Linked DNA regions of Sus scrofa: region 2 is linked to region 1. Evidence: chromatin contacts called from public HiChIP or PLAC-seq data. All regions are on one chromosome and are shown on one strand. Each heading gives the region's core, a stretch centred on a gene start, on an enhancer-like site or on the middle of the called end of the contact. The rest is flanking DNA. Distances are from core to core; before and after follow the strand shown. Region 1 holds the start of PRRX1 (paired mesoderm homeobox protein 1). Region 2 holds the start of GORAB (RAB6-interacting golgin).

Region 1 (6,664 bases), core at 1,879-4,378:
TTAAGGACACCAGGTCTTCATTTCCCAGAGTTGACCAGTTTTTTGCTAGTGACAGCCTAGATCAGACTCCCTATTACCCTCTGCCTTTGTGGTAGTAGGGTGGACTGGCCCAGTTTGTGTTTGGCTAAAAAACACTGAGGGGAGTCCAGGCCTGGACCAAGGATGCAAGGTGAAGGCAGGCGGCCTTCTGGAGACATGGGCTCTCCCTGCTGCCTGTTTTAATGCTGCAGCCCTCCCAGCACTTTGCACAGGCCTTGCTTCCAGCTGTTTCTACGTCCAGTTTGCTTTGTTCTCTGTTTTCTGAGAATCTGACTTTGGCACTGTTTTTTGAAAATCATAGAATGCCAGCAGGCCCCCTGGTTCCACAAGTTCCAAGTTTTAAGACAAATCAGTCAGCAACTAATGGCATGGAAAGCAATCAGCCTTATTTTAAAACTTTCAGCCAAGTTCTGACTCTTGCAACATTGAGGAGGAAATATCCAACCCCAGGTCACCTGGGATGAGCCAGGTGACAGGTCTGTTACAGACGCTGGGACTTATGGATACACCTGGAGTCGCATTTTTAAGGCAAGGCTAATAACGCAAAAAGGAGATTTGCTTGAGGGACCGCGATATCAATCAGAGAGGGTGCGGAAAGGAGACTGTGGAAGGACTTTTCTAGAAATCTTGGGAACAATAGAGAGAGGTCCTCCAATGTGACACCTTTCTAGGCATTGGAGCCCCACACTTCCCTGGCGCATCTCTGCTGTGAGGAATCATGCCTGGCAGGAGCTCGGGTTTCACCCCAAAGGGCTTTGCCTCTCCAGAGTCTTCCCGAGTCATTCAGGCCGTTTATTCCACCGGGGGTCTCAAGCCCTTATGTAGGTGGCAGCAACAGCCGCCGGGACAGACAGCAGCTCCGGCGGGTCCAGCGCCGCCCCTCCCGCACTCCCAGTTTTCCGGCCCGCGCGCTGTGCGCAACACGAGCCTCACGGTTGCAGCTCCCTTTAGGCGGTGCCCTTCGCCACTCTGTCCGTCTGCCCTCGAACCCGCTTATGCCATCCGGAAGAAGCCCTCCAGACCGGACTGAGCATCTTTAAGCCGCTGCCTTCCTAAACAGGACTGGCTCCCTGAGTTTGCACTGCTCTGGGACCCTTTTCCAGCCCAGCCCCATCGTCCCACAAGCTGGAAGATTTGGCAGCCTCGCTCCTCTGGGACTGAGGGGCAGCGTAGTCCGCTTCGGCGCGAGTCTGCGGCGGGCAGAGTCCCTGACCTCAAATGCAGAGCCTCGGAGCTTTCCTCCGGCGTTCTCCCTGGCTACCTCCTCCGCGGAGCCCTCCTTTTCTCATCTTTTTTCCTCCGTCTGTGACCGCCCTTCCTCTGGCTACTGCCACCAATCTCTCCTTGTTTCTGACTTTCTCCCCCTGGCCCAAGGCGGGCTCCAGCCGCTCAGCCCGGACCCCCGCCCTCGGTCGGGACACGCACGCCCCTCACTCACTGTCCTGTTGCGGGGTGTCGCTGCCGCTGGTGAGTCCCGGCGACTCCAGGAGGCTCCGGCCCGCTTCGCCCACGCTCTCGTCCGCCTGCGCCGCCACCATGTCCCCGGCTTCCTCCAGGTCTAGCAGGTGACTGACCGAGAAGTTCTTTTTCGCCTGCAGGGTGTCGAGGTTGCCCGGGCTGTCCAAGCGGCCGCCCAGCGCCGGTTGCCGCTCCAGAACGTGCCCGTAGCTGGAGGTCATGGTCTCCCCCTCCGATCCCACCCACCCCCCTCTTCCCGCTCGAATCAACACCAAACGCTGTGGGCGCGAGGGGGGAGAGGAGCCGAGTGGGGAAGTGGGGGAGGGAATGGAGAGAGAGAGAGGGAGAGAGAGAAAGGAGGGGAAGAACAAAAAAAGTGGAAAGAGGGCGGGGGACCCCCTTCTGTAGAGCAGAGCGTTGTGCACCGGCAGCCTCCGACAGCTTCGGTTGCTTTCCCGAGGCCAAGTCCGGCGCGGTCCAAAGAGATAATCCACACCAAAAAATAAAATTAAAAGTCACCCTATGTTCAAGTCAGGAGAAGAAGAAGAAAAAAAATCCCCTTCAGCTCTCCAAAAGCGTTCACACGCACACGCTAAAAATAATAATAAGGGGAAGAGAGGAAAGGGGAGGCCAGCAGGGCGGGGGAGTTAGGCAAACAGAAGAAGAGAGAAGAAGGGGTGGGAGAGAAGAATCAAAGTGTGTGTGTGTGTGTGTGTGTGTGTGTGTGTGTTTTAGGTTAAAAAAGTTATTCCCAGGCAAGAGTTCAAGCACCAACAGAAGAAGGCTTGTTCCAGCTTTAAAACATCTTCAAGAAAATGTGTTCCCCCTCTCTGCACTCCTGTGGATTCTCAGGAGTGACTAAAGTTTCAGGAGGAGAGGGTGATGTCTTGCAGATGTATTGGAGAGCAGGATTCTCACTTTACTTTTCCTAAGGAGGGGGGAAAAAAAGGCTCCAAGAGTCCGAAGGAGGGTGGTGGTGGTGGGTTTCCCTGTTCCCTTCTCTCTCTCCCCCTCTTCTTGCTGAGCTCCTTTTTCCTTCTCAGTTGGATCAAGAAGCTCTCTGGCACTTCAAAAGGCACAAACTGGCATGCAGAGGAGGCTTTGTAGGGAATACAAGAAAATTGGAGACCCCTGGGAGGGCAGATCTCGACTTAATAGGAGCCTGTAATTACGTGGCAAAGCCTTTGTGCGGTGCCTGACGTTTTACAGACCCCCTTTCTCCATCACAATCTCCTTCTTCCTCCTTTCCCTCAGACCAGAAAACAGTCTGATTAAGAAAACCCCCTTTGCCAACTTCTGAGCAAGAGAGAAAGAGAGAGGGAGAGAGAGAGAGAGGGAGGAGGGGAAGAAAAGGGAGGGAAGAGAAAGCAAGAGCCCCTTTGGATTTTTAAAGTAAAGGTCTAATTATCATTCCCCTGCAATAGTATCACGGGAGAAAGGACAAACTGAAACCCACAGTCACTTCAAACAGGCTGATTATTTTGCTTAGGCATTAACTCCTCCAGATTTGTTTAAGATCCTGTTGGAAAATTTCATTTGCATGTTTTGATAACAGCTGCGGGGAAACTTGTTGGAAAAAATCCACAACTATCTCAATCAAATTTTCCTCTCCCTCTGAGTTTTTTTCTTTTTAATGTTTCCTGCTGTTCTAACAATTTTGAGTGGTGGTGGGCTGGGTGGGTCTGCGAACGAGGGAGAGAGATATTAAAGCTACATTTGGTTCTGTAGAGACAGCCTATTAAATAATGTAGTAAAACGACAGGGTTGATCATAATGGAAGGCTCTCCCACGCTTCTTCCACGGACTAAAGAGATCTAGAAGTCGCTGCATTGATTCGAGTCTCTCTGCGCTGCTAGGAATCAACGGTACAGGGCAGTAGGAAATTTACATATTTATTTAGCTGGGAGAAAGGACTCTAGGAGTTTGTCATAATTGCTCCCCTTCCCCCCCACCCTGGCCAATTTCGTAACCTCTTCAGTACGGCCAAGGTCGCTTCCCCAGGCTACGACGACGCTAAGCCGAGAAGGTCGCGCTGCCCAGATGCGGAGGAAGCAGGGGCACTCCTAGAGCCAGCTGCGGGCAGACGTTCCCGTGGCGGCTCAGGGTCCGATTCGGGTGCCACGGGGGTGGGGACGGGGAAGAGGGGCGGACGAATCCCCATCTAACTCTAGAGATAGTGCTTTGTCGTCTGTCTGCTGAGCCCTAACTTGATAGAGGACAGAGAGGTGCTGAGCGATTTTTTCATGACCGGGTGGAATTTGGTAACAGCTTTAATAGTCTCATTAGAAATGAGTTACTATATGACGAGTAAGTAAAATATTCAGTGCTTATTTGTGGCGTTTTATGTTCTTTAAACACACACACACAGTCCCTCACTCCCTTGATTACTTTTTTTTTTTCTTTCTTCCTATAGTCTAGGGGCTCGGCTCGACTGAGAGAAAGAGTGTGTGTAAATGGTTTCTGGGCTCCAAACGGCCATAGTTAGCCCAGAACTTCCAGCCCTGATCTAGGAAAAGAACATTTGATGCCATCAAAGGGCTGCAGATTGAAACCAGATGTGCTAGCCTCGGTTCTTTCCATGCATTTAATTAAGGAGCCAGGACGGAGGAGACTTTTTCATCATTAGTCCACCCACTCCCCCCTCCTCTTTCAATCCCTTCACCCTCCCCGCGGCCCGCTCGCACCCCCTGACCGGGAGCCCAGAGGCCCCCACCCCCAGCCAGCCCCGCGAGGTGCGCCAAGCCCATCGCTCCTTCTACCCAGCGGTCGTGGCTCTAAGCAGTAAACATCTGTCCCGTCTAGGCCGTGGGGAGCTGCGCGGCCGGGCTAGCGGGATGCTGGTGGGAGACAGACGCGCGCCAGAGTGGGCTCGCACCCGAGTGGCAGCTTTGGAGGAGGGTGCCTTGCGAGGACATTTCCAACACCGTTTCTTCTGAGAGCCTAAGCCTACACGTGTCAGTGCCACCACCGGCTGTGAAAGACTGGGCTTAATTGCACAGAGGCTTTCACCAGCGTCCTGCAGCATGAGCTTGGGTGCAAGGGCTGAGGAGGCTTCTCTCCAGGTTCCTCGAGGCACTGCTAGGTTAGTGGAATTCCGCAGGGGAATCAGCCTCCTCGAATCTTCCCAGAAATGGAGCAGGCCTTAGCCTCTCACTCCTTCTCCACCCTCATTTACACAGTTGTACCTTAGGTTTCTTTTTGTCCTTGCCACTGACGAAACTGCTCTTAGTAACAATGGTTTGGATAAGGGACCAAGGGCTTCTGACTCCCCCAGGGACTTGCCTCTTCCCCTGAAGACTCATTAATCTCCGTCATTTGAGGAGAAGTCGCCTTTTGGAGGAAGTTGCCTTGTCCGGAGTGTGCCATTGGCCTGTTGGAGAGGTGGCCACAGGGAAAATACAGGCAGTTGGAAACCTGATCAAATGTCTCCATTTGTGTTCTGCAGTGTTTTCCAGAGGGATCAGGCTCTCCCTTAACATCAGCCCCTTGTCATATGCCCAATAATATCAACCAGCCCTACCAATACCAACTAAGATGCTAACGGTTTCAAGTATTGAATCATACATTTGCTTAACATTTGTTAACCAAATGCATACATATATATGTATGTGTGTGTATACTTTTGTGTGTATATATACTTTTATGCATAATATTTTCCCAAAATAGCTTCCAGAATGAGAACTCAAATACCAGCCAACTGTGTGGGGATGGTCCAGCTTCCACAGCACTCACTGCCACTGTGCTAGAGTCCTGAGGTTCAGAAGTTCCTCTCCACTCCAGAAATCAGGGTAGCATTTGAGGGCTGTGTGGGGGCAGGAGGGCAGACAGAGTGCCCTCCAAGCCCAGGAGAAGCTGGATCTAGGCAGACTCCTGGGGTGTCCAAAGCAAGGGAGAGGCCAGATTGGGACAGGCTCTGAAGGCAGGCAGCAGGGCCCCTCTTGCAGTCACCACACTCTTTTTGGAACCCTGTGCAAAAAGTGTCACAGGACTCTTCACCACTCAGAAGGTGGCTCCTTCCCAGAGCATCCCATAGGCCTCAACTGCAGGCACCAAGCCCCAGAATTCTCATCACAGGGAGCCAGGGCTGCAGGGCAGTCTGGGAGGATGCTCTGGGAGGGTCCCCAAGAAATCAAATCTTCAAGGCATAAACCTGCAGAATTGATTTATTTTTATTTTTATTTTTTTGGTTTAAGTCTTGTGGGTTTTTTTTCTTTTTTTTTCTTTTTCTACTAACAATTAGGAGTGAACTGGATGCACACCCTTATTGTATTTACACAGAACATTTGTAATTTGTTGTGATTCTGGATTGTAATTAAAAACCATCAGGATAACCCTACAGGGAGATTCATGACCAAGCAGAACGCACATTCACCAGGTAAATGATGAAAGACCTTGGTTCCTCCTGCCAGGTGGCCAGGTAGGAGAAGACTGACTGACATGGTAGGTTCAGAACTGGCACCAAAGCTCTACCTCAGGTATACAGAAGGGGGCCAGTGAACTCCTTGTCAGAACACCAAGGGTCATTGCTCCTGGCCTCTCCTTGCATCCAGGTGCTAGGTCCTCTCCCGAAAAGAGTATAGAGGGAGGGGAAAATTGGTGGATCAAAGTTCTTTTGGCTCAGGTTGCAGGAACCAAGAGGGTCAAGCACCTCTAGAATTCAAGAAGGACCATCTGGCAGAAAGATGTCAGGAGAGGAGAAGCTGTGACAGGGAGCAGTTGCTCATTTCCCAAGCAGGTGGGGGGCCTAGCCTGGGACCTCAGGAGGCCTCAGAGGACAGAGAACTCTATGGCCTGTTTAGTGCCCTAATCACTAACTACTTGGTTTTTCCCATGTGACTTCTTTTGGGAAAAATTGGAAGGAGAGCATTTCTAACTCAAAATCTCTGAACATGTGTAGATCTTTCCTTGGCTTTTGCTTTGACTTCCATCCATCGATCAGTTGTTATTAAAAATATGAAGCCCTGGGTGATATAATTAACAATGACCCTCTTCTGCATGGTCCTTCAAGTGTCTGAGAGTGGCTTTCCAACCCTTCCTTATGCTCTACCCTCTTTCAAATAACTCCTATCTCTAGATTTCTTTCCTTACTAGTAAGGAAACTCGCCAAGAGATCAGACCAAGGTAGGAGGGAGGTTTGGTTCCCAGCCATGTGCCCTTGGGTGGTCTT
Region 2 (6,823 bases), core at 3,601-6,100, 88 kb after region 1:
TAATTGCTTGACCCAGTAGTGACATAACACAATTGCTCACAATTCAATGCTGAACTAGCCCTAGGTCTGACCCCAGAACAAGGGCAATGAAAATATACAGGAAGAAGGAGAATAAGAAGTATTTGGCAAATGGCACTAATGATCATCACCCATTAATTTAAAAAGAAATGCAAAGATTAGATAATCCAAAAAGGGGAAAAAATGAAAAGATGAACACATTTTTGGGTTAAATTAAGCCTACAGGCTAAGTTTGTGATCTTTGTGCTATATCCTTTATTTAAGCCCTGCTTTCTCCACCCAAAACCACCATCATTTGAATCATGTTGATCATTCCCTTCCTTTTTAGTTATTTGTGCTGCATCTACAAATATTTATTTTATTTATTTATTTTGCTTTTTAAGGCCACACCCACTGCATATGGACAGTCCCATGCTAGGGGTCTTATCGGACCTCAGCTGCTGGCCTACACCACAGCCATAGCAACGCCAGATCCGAGCCATGTCTGCGACCTACACCAGAGCTCACAGCAATGCCGGATCCTTAACCCACTGAGCAAGGCCAGAAATCAAACCTGCAACCTCATGGTCCTAGCTGGATTCGTTTCCGCTAAGCCACAACAGGAACTCCCTACAAATATTTATTTTAAATTTTAATTTGTTGTTTAAGGGTATCATGCTATATGTAATATTTTCTAACTTAATATGATATTGCCAATATTCATCCACGTTGTTCATGTTGCTGTACCCAATCATTTTTAAAGATTGTATAATGTTCTATTGTATTAATAAAAAAAAGTCTACTGATCTTCCACTGATGGACATTTAAGCTGGATCCAGATTTCTGCTTGTGAATACTGCTGTTGTGTCACCTCTTGTGTAAGAATTTGCCTTGGATACCACCTAAGAACTGTTGGGTCATAAAGTATAACTTTAGGAGAAATGTCAAATTGCTTTCCAAAGTGCATTCCCTCTAGCAATGTATCAGATCCTGTGGATGCATTTTTTCTTCAATACATAATATTGTCAGACTTTCTGATATTTGTCAATCAAATAGTTTGCAGTTGTCTTTTCATTGGTGATAAGCATCTCTTCATATTACCTTTTCTAAGATATATCTATTCAGGTCTTTTGTTGATTTTTCTTTCAGCTTATCTGTATTCTTCATATCAGCAGCAATTGGAAAACATAATTAAAAATGATCAAGTATCTAGGAACAAATCTAGGAAGAGGGTATTCAGAACCTCTACAGGAGATTAATATTGTCTAATAAAACTCCAAATTTTTATTAAAAGATATTAAACTTAAATAAATGAAGACATATACAGTGGTAGTGTTTCATTACGTGAAGATGTGAAATCTCCTCAAATTGATCTAAAGACTCAATGCAATTCCAAAAAAAATTCCAACTGGGGAGTTTCCACTGCAGCTCAGAGGGTTAAGAACCCAACACAGTGTCCATGAGGATGAAGGTTCGATCCCTGCCTATGCTCAGTGGGTTAAGGATCCGGTGTTGCCATGAGGTGTGGTATAGGTTGCAGATGCGGCTCAGATCTGGTGTTGCTGTGGCTGTGGTGTAGGCCAGCAGCTGCAGCTCTAATTCGACCCCAGCCTAGGAACTTCCATATACCACAGATGTGGCCATAAAAAGCAAAATATTTAAAAAATTTAGAAAATTTAAAATTTCAACTGGGTTTTCCATGAAATTTGGTAAAAGATTTTAAAAAATTATATGAAAGGGTAAAAGTTCAAGAATAGCAAGGAAATTTCCAAAGAAAAAGAACAAGGAAACTAGACTGCTAGGAATATTATAAAGTTTTAAAACAGTATAGTATTGATGCAAGAATAGATAAAATGACCTACACTAAAATAAAGAACCCAGAAACAAGCCCATTCATATTTGAAGCACTGATATATACAATGGAAGAGGCAGAGCAAATCAACAGCAAAAGGTAGAATAGTTCAACGGACCTAGAGGAAAATAGTTATCTACATAGAAAAGATGAAATCAGCTCTAACTGTCCTACCACATGAAAACAAACAAAACATTCTCCACATGGATTAAAGACTTAAATGTCAAATCAACACTAAAACTCATCAGAAACACAATTCTTTATGCAATGTTTTGAATCTGTTATAGCTTATAATAAAAACAATTTTAAAAACATTCAATTGAAAATAGGGATTAGTATCTTTTAGAGCTTACAGTACAGTACTAATTCCTTAAGACACAGAAAATGTTGACTATAAAAGGACTGATAAATTTTCCCACATTAAAATTAAATACTTTCTTCATCGAGAGATAAAAGATAAGTTACGCACTGTGAGAAGATTGATAATATAACTGGCAAAGAACTAGTATCAAGAATAAAGTCATTGGAACTCCCGTTGTGGCCGCAGCGGAGACAAATCCGACTAGGAACCACGAGGTTACGGGTTTGATCCCTGGTCTTGCTCAGGGGTGAAGGATCTGGCATTGCCGTGAGCTGTGGTGTATGTCACAGATGCAGTTGGATCTGGCATTGCTGTGGCTGTGGTATAGGCCAGCAGCTACAGCTCCAATTAGACCCCTAGCCTGGGAACCTCCATATGCTGCAGGTGCAGCCCTAAAAAGACAAAAGACACACACACACAAGATAATAAATTCATGAATATATTATTTAACTAGAAACTGACAGCACTGTTTATTTCCAATTTTTCCATTATGAAATATGTCATAGATTAAGTTACTACGTGTGGCTATGGTACATATATTCTCATTAGCTGTATTAGCTGTTCACTGGATTATACCACAATTTACTTATTCACTCACTTGCCAATGAACATTTGGATGGTTTCCAGCTTTTAATATCATAAACAATATAAACAAAAGTATTAAGAATATTTTTGACATTCCCAAATGCCATATGGGTTTCTCTAGAGTAATGTCATCCTTGTTTTTGCTGGCAACCAACCATATCTTCATAGATTATTTAACTGTATTTTTAAGGCTGGAAAATAGCTGAAAAGAGCCTTAAAAACTTGAAGATTCAGCTCTGTTAGTTTTACAAATGAGAAATCTAAGACACAAAGATTTAAAGGCAGAGCTGGAAGATCTACTATACACCAATCACCGTGACTGGCTTTAAGCATACAAAGATGCTGGGATGTCTTCTGTGTTCTTAAGGTGGTCAAAGACTAGTGAGTTGGTGTCTATACTCTATCATCTCACTGAAATGATAAGTCTTGACGTTAAGGTCCTTCCAGTCTGTCTTCATCCCAAATTGCAGAGATACTTAAGAATATACTTCCACATAATGAATCCAATGTTTAATTTAGACTTTTTCATTAAGTTTTCTTACTCCTGGCAAACTCACCTCTGCTAACACATAATCTCTGTGAAATTTTGCCAAACTCCACCCAAACACCAGCACAGTAAAGTTCCTGATAACTCTGTAGCAAGCCCTTGCACAATACCCATTATCACATTATATCATAATTTGTCTCTTCACTAGACTATAAGCTCTTTGAAAGCAGAGATGATGCCTTGTTCATATCAGCATTGCTAATACAGGAGCTGATATCTGTAACTCTGGGTCAGACCAGAAACAAGGGTATTAGTACTCTGTACATCTGAAAATGGGAATGACAGTCAATTACACACAGTGGTTTAACTTTTATGATATAGTTTTTAAAGGCCTCTGGACCAGTCAAAATGTCCTCAATCTATATGATCTACATTGGCCTTACATTATAAATGTACTTCCTTTTCCACTGGTCAGCCCTAGATTATTTTCACAACCATGCTAAAAATGTACAAGCTTACCTGAGCAACATCCAACATTCCAACAAACTCTAAGAAAAGGCGGGGCTTACTTAATTTTCTCCCAGAGTATATAAGGTATGATACAAAGAGTGGTGTAAGATCACAGATGGGAGGTGCACTAAGTGGTTGTCCACTACCAGGATCACCATACAGAACTTTATGAAATTTCAATCACAAAATACAGTTTATATTATCAAGAGTATCTCATTAAGTATCATCAAATTTCTTCATTAAAAGATAAAATAGTACAAGTCCATTCAGATATTAAGCTATAAAGCTGAAAAAGGAAGCACAAAATTTTAGCTTATGCCCAAGTCATTTTATATATTTATATTTATATATATATGGCACATCTAACATCTCAAAGGCCCTTTTGGTTTGGTGACTCTTAAGAGTTGGAAAAAATCATCTGGCAAGCAGAAGTGAATGCAAGATTCCAAATGTACTACGAAAAGCACTTACTTTTTGCATTTATTCAGACCACTGTGTTCCCTTTTTCCCAATCGTTGCCTGCTTCTATAAATTTATCAAAATTCTAATATGCTAGGTACCCGTCCTTCCTTTATCCTGACCCCAAACCTCCAACCATTGATCTATGCAGCAATCTTCCTATTGCATTTCCTCTCCCAAGTCCCATTCTTTTCACAGGAAAAAGTTAAATCTCTGAAACAGATTCCTGAACTCTCTTTTTAAAAAACTGATCCCAGTGCCCTGCTTCTCCAGCTGTGACTTCAAGTACTTCCACCTCTAAGTCCCCCTCAATTCTGTCTTTCCCTAACACCCAGAACCCTGTCCCCCGCCACCTTCCCCCTCAAAAACCGCAGCCCCGCCCCTTCCCCTTAACAGACCCAAGACCTAAACTTCTACAGACCCGTCCCGTTACCTTTAGTCTGCTTTAATCGCCTCAGCTCCTCCTCAGAGAAGCCGGCCCAACCCTGCGCCATCCGCCTGGTCCGCCGGCACACCTTGAGCACCTAGACTTCAGAGCCCCGACTGCCAACACGACGGCCCAGGCACATCCGGGTTCTTCCCCGGCCTGCAGCTGACCAACCAATCAGCGCATTGAGCTCTGGGCACAAAGCCCCCCTTCCCTGCCTCAAGGCCCGGCTCCCTTCCCGGCTGTCTCCGGCAATGCCAGATAAACTACCTAAGGAAATCTTGGCCTCACTGACATACTTTTCCACTGACCTGGCTCTGCTCTTTCCCCCTATCTCCTATGTTCGTTGTAAATTATCTCTTCAAGATATAGAGGGAAATAGCGGTAGGAATAAGGGTGGAAATAAACAGGCAGTGAAGAAGAGGCTACGAGTCGGAGGACTTAACTGTCAAGCGGGGCTCTCCGTAAATTTACTGGGGCGGAGCCTTCTACCTGGTGGTCTTGGATGTTTGTACTTCGGGCCTGCAGAGGTTTCTCACAAGACTGCACTGAAAGCATCTGCAGGTCGACTCAAGCACACTCAGATTTATTATCTAATTAGAGAGAATGATTTCAGAGGATGGGGCTTAATAGTGGAAAAGGAACAGACACGTTTGACAGCATAGCTAGTTGTCCCGCAGGCTGTAGCGTCTCCCGGTTTCTGTTAATTGGGTGTTGGTTCTTTGATGTTTTGTGAATCATTATCGATAATCTGTAATCTCTCTCCTAAGGGATGTCAAAATTTCTTTCGTTAAAAGTGGTCTTTTGTCTGTTTTTCCGTTCAGAGAAGACAATGTAAAATGTCGCTACTGGGGGATGGGAAAACATTTCTTAGGCTTCTCCCGCTTGGAATCCCGATTGCAATGTACTAGTAAGACCTATCAATTTCTCATTTTAAGCAATATTTCAGAGATTTAAAAATGCGAGCGTTGTTAAAGTACATATAGTCAGGATGATTTAAAAGAAACCACTTATTTAATTTTTCAGATTTCTCTTCTCACTGTTTTGCATTTTAAAACACAGTTATTTTGGCTTACATTTAAAAATCCCATGGGTGGCATTTGGCTTTAGTGTGCCAATATTTTAAAACAGAATAAAGGAGTAGGCTAAAAATAAAATACTTACTAAGAAACGATTTGTAATGAGTATTTGAGACTTAAATAGGTGATTAGAAGATGGGATGTTTGGAATTCTCTTTGTAACTTTTAAGCTTTTATACTCTAAAAGGATTTTTGAAATATAGGTGTCCACAAACACTTCATTTTAAATGTGGACTCATTTTCCCTAGCATTTAAAAGTTAAAATGTCATCCAAAAGGATTGGAAGGAGACAGCTTCATCCAGTTTTTGAACTTAAACTAAAAAAAAAAAATTAAGATTATCTAGCTCCGAAATAATAGATGGGGATCAGTACTAGTCTGATAGTTAATTCAGTTCTCCATTTTCAGGCATCAGCCATCTAGTTCCATCTAATAAAAATGAACCACTTGTATGACGTATGTTAAATTTTATATACACACTTTTTTTAGCTCAATCTAGATGGATTTTAAGAATTATCAATAATCTTAATAGATATAAAAATTAAGGTATTTTAAAACACCTTAAAATATTTTAAAAAGGAGATTATTATAAAATTTGTCCTCCTTTGCCTGATAATATTTGTCTTAAATCTACTTAGTCTGATGTTAATATGTCATCCTAATTTTCTTTTGAATACTGTTAGCATTGTTAGCATGGTATATCTTTTTTTTTTCTTTTAATCTACTTGTACCTTTCTTTTAGGCAACTTTGTTCTTGCTTTTCTATCCAATATAACAATCTCTGCTTTTTAATTTGTGTGTTTATATCATTTACATTTAATATGATTGTTATGTTTAGGTCTTAAACCTCTAAGCTAAGCCTTAAACCTTAAACTAAAACATTCTAGTCTTTGATTTCACTTTGTTTCATCTGTTGTTTGTTCCCTTTCCCCATCTTTTTTTTTTTTAAGTAATTACTGATATTTTATTTTTCAATAGTTATTTCCCCAATACAATTTTTTTTTCTACTGTACAGCATGGTGACCCAGTTACACATACCTGCACACATTCTATTTTTGCACATTATC

The links. HiChIP or PLAC-seq counts read pairs in DNA pulled down with a chosen protein or histone mark.
Region 2: a contact with region 1 is called in an H3K27ac HiChIP or PLAC-seq map of skeletal muscle. The contact joins the promoter of GORAB here to the promoter of PRRX1 in region 1. A contact is called at or near these places in 3 of 47 Hi-C or Micro-C datasets (embryonic fibroblasts and heart right ventricle) and 1 of 2 datasets of contacts at active chromatin or transcription factors (skeletal muscle).

The regions. Positions count from the first base shown.
Region 1 is chr4:80,499,561-80,506,224 of Sscrofa11.1, forward strand. It overlaps PRRX1 (paired mesoderm homeobox protein 1), which reads right to left and starts at 3,129. Exons shown (of 4, transcript XM_021090642.1): 1 at 1,478-3,129. The coding sequence starts at 1,718.
Region 2 is chr4:80,585,859-80,592,681 of Sscrofa11.1, forward strand. GORAB (RAB6-interacting golgin) reads right to left here and starts at 4,851. Exons shown (of 5, transcript XM_021089423.1): 1 at 4,685-4,851. The coding sequence starts at 4,745.